2 separate regions of the Ovis aries genome follow, and region 1 is linked to region 2. The links are chromatin contacts, called in public Hi-C maps. All regions are on one chromosome and are shown on one strand. The core of a region is the stretch at or near the end of the contact, and the rest is flanking DNA. Distances in the headings are between cores, read along the strand shown.

What was found. Hi-C and Micro-C count contacts between places; a contact is called where the count stands out from the background.
Region 1: a contact with region 2 is called in a Hi-C map of mixed tissues, with 3 times the contacts expected there. The contact joins the promoter of TMEM212 here to the enhancer-like site in region 2. A contact is called at or near these places in 5 of 16 Hi-C or Micro-C datasets (liver, mixed tissues, muscle and 2 more).

Annotation. Positions count from the first base shown.
Region 1 is chr1:216,329,078-216,332,599 of ARS-UI_Ramb_v3.0, forward strand. It overlaps TMEM212 (transmembrane protein 212), which reads right to left and starts at 1,453. Exons shown (of 4, transcript XM_015092554.3): 1 at 1,273-1,453. The coding sequence starts at 1,431.
Region 2 is chr1:215,885,109-215,888,787 of ARS-UI_Ramb_v3.0, forward strand. The region is part of intron 11 of FNDC3B (fibronectin type III domain containing 3B); the gene reads right to left. Among named protein-coding and RNA genes, the nearest start is that of GHSR, 160 kb to the left of the region's middle. Within about 2 kb of position 1,358, at least 22 of the 54 cell types and tissues checked have an H3K27ac peak or open chromatin away from gene starts, as enhancers often do. A contact at or near this core is called in liver, muscle and tail adipose tissue, where this site is marked.

The DNA of each region.
Region 1 (3,522 bases), core at 203-2,702, 440 kb after region 2:
CCTCTCAACAGTGGCTATATTGTAAGAGAAAACTCCATAAGATCAACAAGTTTCAAAATTGAATTATCTAGTTTCCAGTAATGAGTATCAGGCATCCCGGGAAACAATGAGAGAAGGATTTGTTGAGCGCTCAGGCCTCTGTAACTCCTCTTCGATCATGCCGCCATGGTGGCCACCTACTCCAAGGCTAAGTGTGTTTGTTTCTTTGACCCAGGAAGCTGAGGCACCATATCGTTGTTCAACTGTGAGACCATTTAACAGGCAGACACTGAGCAGTTGCTTAGTATCCACATGTATTTGGCACATGCAGGTTTGGCAACATATGAAGCTAGTGAAGCCGATCACCCAACTTCTTCAGTTATTTTCAGTGCAAACATGTATACTATCATGTAAGAATTGAATCGCCAGTCTATGTCTGACACAGGGTGCAGCATGCTTGGGGCTGGGGCATGGGGATGACCCAGAGAGATGTTGTGGGGAGGGAGGTGGGAAGGGGGTTCATGTTTGGGAACGCATGTAAGAATTAAAGATTTTAAAATTTAAAAAATAAAAAACAAAAAAAAAAAAAAAAGAAAATGATGGGGCTAAGCCCCTAAGATCTGGGGCTTGCAAACTTCTTGGTCACATAAACACACCTTAGTGTTTCTAATAAAAGTATTTGCCTGAAAATTATTTTACTTTGTTCATTTAAAAATTATTTTTCATGGTTTGTATTTTCTTTCCAAACTCGAAGTTTGACAGATAGATTCCAATTTCCCAGAATGTCAAGGTGAGAGCAGTAAAATAAAGTAACTTTCGAGAGAACAGCATTTCGTTATAGTATATCTAACTTGTTGTGTGTGTGTGCATGCTAAGTCACTTCAGCCATGTCCGACTCTTTGCAACCACACAGACTGAAGCCCACCAGGCTCTTCTGTCCATGGGATTCTCCAGGCAAGAATACCGCAGTGGGCTGCCATGCCCTCCTTCAGGGGATCTTCCCAACCCAGAGATTGAACCAATGTCTCTTATGTCTCCTGCATTGGCAGGCAGGTTTGCCACCTGATATACTGTATACATAATTAAATGACATTAAGAAAAACTTGTATTTTAAAAGATAACTAATAGAAATCAATGTTCTAAGGTACAATCTGATTTTCTGTAGAATTTTTATGTCTTCATGTTGTTGAAAAACTTTAAAAGATATATCATTCTCATCCCTCTTTCCCCTCCCTCTTTCCTTTATTCTCTCCACATGTGTAATAAAAACATTCATATTAAATATTTTCCTACCAAAACTCCATTCCAGATGGGACAAGCAATCCAGACACTCCATCCTGTGAACCAAAACTTGCAGGAAAAGACTGGGAAGAAAGCAATAACTCCAGAGAATACACTGAGAGCCCCCAGAGTAATGAGAACCCAGCCAGCAGACTGGTATAAATGCTGCATTTTCCTCTGTGACTTGGGTCCTGGGTCTCAAAGCCGTCTCGTTACCAAAACATGAGACTATGTCAGGCCTTGAAAAACAGAAGTTTCTAAGAGACAGTAGCCATGACTCATGTGGACCGTTGATCCACTTGGAAACAAGATTACGTTTGTTTTTAGTGAAATAATAACAAAATGGAGTGAAATAATCCTCGACATAAATTTGACACGATAAATTCTAATACTTCAGACACAGACAGAGAGATCATTCCTTGTTTGGGGCCACCGCCTTCATTCCCTTCATTCTGCCCTGTCGTGGGGAGTGACCACTTCCTGGCTTATTCAGATTCAAAGGCTTGCTGACTGAGCTAATTGTTTCTCAACTCAACCTGCCTGGTGGTTGCAGCAGAAAGCCAACATCCTTTGTGCACAATAGATCCACTTTCCCAGCACAATTTCCCACAAAACAAAGTAAAAATAAGCACTCTGATCACTTTTCATTGCATTTAATTTAAATGATTTAAAGCAAAAGCAAGACCTCTCCACCCCTTCAAAGTTCAGTTCTACTATATTATTTTTGAATTTTTGATATGAATTTATCCCCCAACAGGCACAAGCTTCATTAGGGACTTTCACATTGTTTTCACTAAACCAGCTTCACCTCAGTTAATTTATTGTTAATTCAATTATCAAGTAAAGGGCAAAGATGGAAATGTATGCAGTTATAAAATAAACTTTGAGGAGTAATTCCTTAGTTGGTTGAATTACTGATCTCCATTCATGAATCGTAATTCAAAATTTAGATGATGGGCTCATCAACATTTAAGCAATCGCAAAAGTTCATCTCTTAATTTTCATGTGTTGTAAGAAAGTAGTTTGTATTTGCTTTTGACTCAAAGGACAGGTTTGACCATCTCCTTCAAGATAACATCTGGAAAACACAGACCACTTTCAGATGACTTGTGATTAAATAGCCTATGCAATGTTAGTACCTTTTCTCGTTTTCCTTAAATAAAATGAGGAAAATAATTTTGTTGATGAAAAGATTATGGTTTAGAACAAGGCTTTTGGAGTCAGACAGCTAGGCTCCTGTCCTAGTTCCACTGTCTACCAGGGATTCGACCTTAGGCAAGGGCAAGTCACTTAGATTTTCGAGGACTGTTTTTTCACGTGGGAAATAGGAACAAAATTAGTGTTTATCTTACTAGGTGATGGTTGTGAAGATTAAATGAGCCAATACAGGTAAAATGCTTAGCACTAAGCGTGCATGCTCAGTCACTCAGTTGTGTCCGACTCTTTGTGACCCCACGGACTGTAGCCTGCCAGGCTCCTCTGACCATGAGATTCTCCAGGCAAGAATACTGGAGTGGGTTGCCTTGCCTTCCTCCCTAGCACTGACCTCCAAATAGCAAAGATGCTTGAGAAGATACCTGTTATTTCATCAGGATGTTCCATCTTTGGATTTCTTTCAGAAGAGACAAAGGCACAGTTTTCATTGTTTCTCTTATCTGTCATCTTACGGACACTATGTCTGACCCTTTCTGATAGCTTGGAAAAGCTCCCAAAGGATGCTCACGGGTACAGCTGAGGAGAGAAGCTTCTCTCTGATTCTCTCCCTTTTTCTGTCTTAATCACCATTCCACGGTGTCACCCAGATTTTGAAGAAGTTGCATTCCTAGATATATTCAGAAAGCCAGCTCAGACTTTCCACTATAGCTGTTATTTTCCATCTCCTCTCAACACTGTGAGTGTAGTCTCTAATTCCCCTCTCCCCCCACCAATGCCACTAGGTAAGTTCGACATGATCAGAGGCCTTGTAAGTCTTATAAATCCCCTTGGTGTATAAGATATTGCCAACACCTAGAATCATGTCTAGCACAGAGTAGATACTTAGGACACACTTGTTAAATTAATTAATGAATACATTCGACTTCCCAGCTATGCAACTGGGGTCCCACGGGTCTGCCTCCTTGTAGCTCTGTGTATGTGTACCATGGCCAGTGTGTGCTAATGTCAGTGTGTTCCCTTGTTACAGAGGCAAGGGGTCTGGACTGAAGAAAAACTTGTTTGGTTTGAGCTGTTTTGACTTTTTCCTTTACTTTTTATCTCAAGGTT
Region 2 (3,679 bases), core at 108-2,607:
CTCAATAGGTCAAGGAGCCGGCTGCTCTACGAGGGAAAAGCTGAGACACGGATGGCCAGGAGTGCCCTGATTCTGCATGTCGGGAGATCACGGATGTGCATCACGGGACCAGTCAGGATCAGAATCTCTTTGAGACAAGCACTGGAGTGCCTCTTCTCCCGGGAAGGAAAGAAAACTTCACCCAATGAGAGCAGAGGTGACAGGAAGCTGAAATCCACCCTGGAGGCTGGAAATGCGATCGTTCTGGCACAGATGTAGCCACCACACTACTGACCTCATTGGACATGAAGCCCCAGCGTGTTCTGGACTAGCTCCCTACTGCCAGTGTCCACAAGCCAAAAAGAACAGATTTTCAGGGTTCCCTGACCTGTTTCCATTTCATAATCCTGGGCATGCCCAAATGCTTTTTCCTACCATGCACACTGAAGTTCACTCAAGGACAAGGTTAATCTTTACTAGAACGTGAAGAAATTTTGGAGTACAAACCAACTGTGTGTGAACAGACTTCAAGGTGCTCACTTTGATGGGGAGTGAGGCATCACAAACCCTCCCTCCAGGAGGCCTGGTCCCTGATGCCACTGAACTCAGTTTACCAGAGTTCACCGGACCTAGTCTAGACATCTCATTGATCTGATACTTGGTAAACAAGGGGCTCTTTTCAGTTCTCGATTCACACAGTACGGGGCGGCAGGGGGTGGGGTGGGGTGCGGATTATCTTGGAGGGCAGGCCCCAGCCATCTCACACTCAGAAAGCTCCACTCTGCCCACGTCTGTCCCACTCCATCCTCATTTTCACTCCCTTGGTAGAAGGGTCACACATTTGGTTACAAGTCCTAATAAAAATCAGAGCCCAGATGTTCTTTTAGGTCCTACAAAGTTCCCGGTACATTCTGAAGAGTGCCAGCTTTCTGCCAGACTGTGAAAGGACCCAATCTCAGACCAGCAGGGGTGAGGGAAGGCAGTGTGGGGGCGTGTGAGACGTAACTCCTGTGGCTCCACAGCAGACAGTGAGTCACCCTTGGAAGCAGTTTTCAAGATGAGTTAATATAAACTTCAGGGACAAAGATATCTTGAAATATTATTTCACTCTTTAGATGAAATCTGCGGGTAAATTATAAATAAAAGATTTAAAATGTTTTAAGTAATATATTCTCTATTTTCTCACTTTATCTTCTGCCCTTTTACTATCTACCTAAGTATTTTTCTTTTTAATTGAGCTAACAATTTAAAATTAGCTGTTAAATAAGATGATAAACATATTAGTTTCTATGTTTATAAACTCCCTCAAAAAAGGAGGGGGGAGGGAACACTTTGCTGATCTCCTGTGAGTCATCCAAAGGAGGCCGACTCATGAAGTGCGACAGTAAGGCAGAGACACTAATAGGCAGGAATGTGGTTTTCCTCATAGGTTCCCTCTCCTCCTCACTAAGGGAGCAGGCATTGACCCCTCCCATGTGTTTAGTGAGAAAAGCCGGCTTTGTGCACCACTGAGTCACGCCCCGTCGGGCCAGGGGTCTGAGTCTCATCCCATTGCTGCATTTCTGGGGCACATCTGTCTGCCTTCTTCTCTTCCCGGAACACTCAGAGGAGAGCAGGGGCAGGAAAAGAGTTACGCTGTCCTTTCTAAGTCCACACCCTTTTAGGGCATAGTACCTAAAATACCGGCTTCCCTGGCAGCTCAGCGGTAAAGAATCTACCTGCAATGCAAGAGACATGGATTTGATCCCTGGTTCTGGAAGATTCCCTGGAGAAGGGCATGGCAACCCACTCCAGTATCTTGCCTAGAGCATCCCCATGGACAGAGGAGCCTGGCAGGCTACAGTCCACGGGTTTGCAAAGCGTCGGACAGGACTGAAGCGACTGAACACACACCTAAAACACTGTATGTGCTACACAAAGATAAAGGGGAAAAGATGAATCGATTAGCAGAATCAGGAGAACCTACGTCATGTGGTGATGATTCTAAACATGTCCAAACATTCCTGACTCCCATCAGAGAGGAGCAAAGCCTATGGCCCTTTCTCTTGGACATGGGTGGGCTTGTGACTCTCTTGTCATGACAGATGGAATGGAAATGAAGCTGTTGTGACTACCAAGGAGAGGCCTAAAAAGGTGATGAAGTTTCTGTCTTTTTACCAGAACATTCACTTTTGCAGTGCTGATTCCCCTGAAGCTGCTGTGCTTTGAGAGAGTCTGAGACAAAGCTCCACCTAAGCCAGCAGTGACCACCAGACTTGTGAATGAGGATCCCGCCAGAAGGTTCCAACCTCAGCCAACAAGCCCTCCCCAGCTGAAGCTCCAGAAACTGGAATGCAGACAAACTGATTCTCCAGTGCCTTGTCCAAATTCCCAACCCTGAACCCATGAGAAGTGAAAAGTGACTGGTTTAACGCACTGAGTTTTGAGGTAATTTGTTATGCAATATTACACTTATCTATTTTGATGTCCATATATGTTTATAATATGAAGTTTTCTATAAACTTATAAATTCCTCCTGCACTATAAATATAAATAGCCAGGAAGTAAGGGAGCAGAAGCGAGTATGCTTGTATACAGTCAATGTTCAACACATGTCTGCATAAAGGGCCCTCAAAGCCATCCAACAAAGTAAGGCTTCTTTGAATAGATTTTTAAAATTGTTTCTGTAGAACCTAAAATATGTAACAAGATTCCTAGATAATCAAGATTACCCAAAATTGTTAATCAATGGCAATGCAGTCACTTCATCTTAGAGTAACATTTTATAGAATTAAAATTTTTAATAATGCTATCTCTAGAGTTAAAGAAAACCCTGGGGAATATTTTTATATTTAAATACAGATATGCAAAAGTCTTTGGGACACAGTTTAGGTATGGCATAGCCTAAAGCCTCAAGAGTGAGAAAAGTAAATAATCTATCAAAGGACATCCACACGCAATCACATCTCTACCTGTTTCATATCCGTTTACAACACATAATGGAAAAAAGCTCCAGTGAAGAAATCAATTTAGATTTGTCTGCCTATCCGAAAAGTGGTATCTAAGTATATAAAAAGTATTTGATTTTTAATATACAACTAATTGTTAAAATCTGTCTAAGTTTAGGTGTTAATTTGTAAAAACTATGTAACTGAAAACAGATAAAAGTACCTTTTCCAAATCTGTTTCCCTTCTTTATTAACTTAGTATCTTTATAAAGCAGCTCTTGGTACTTGGGAAGAGGAATCCTTAAAATGGGTTCCCTGCTAAGGAACTTAACACAGCCATAGCCAATTCTACTCATACAACTTACATATACTCCAACTATTTCAAGCCATAATATTTTCCTGCCAGGAGTGGTTCTGTAACAGACCATGGGGAATGTGGTTGCTCTGGCTAACGTTTCCAGTTCCCCTGGAGTGTACTAACAATCTTGGAAGCTGGTGTTTCTAACATGGGTACTAAAGTACTGACATATATACATTACCATGTGTAACACAGCTAGCTAGTGGTGCTCTGTGCTGACTAGAGGAGTGGGATGGGAGATGGGGTGGGAGGGAGGTTCAGGAATATGTACACTTATAGCTGATTCATGCTGTTGTACGGAGGAAATCAACACAACAACATTGTAAAGCAATTATCCTCCAAGTAAAAATTAAAAAAAAAAAAAAGGATAAACTTGGCTGACATTTTCAATTGCCTTCAAATTAATAGGCTGGAA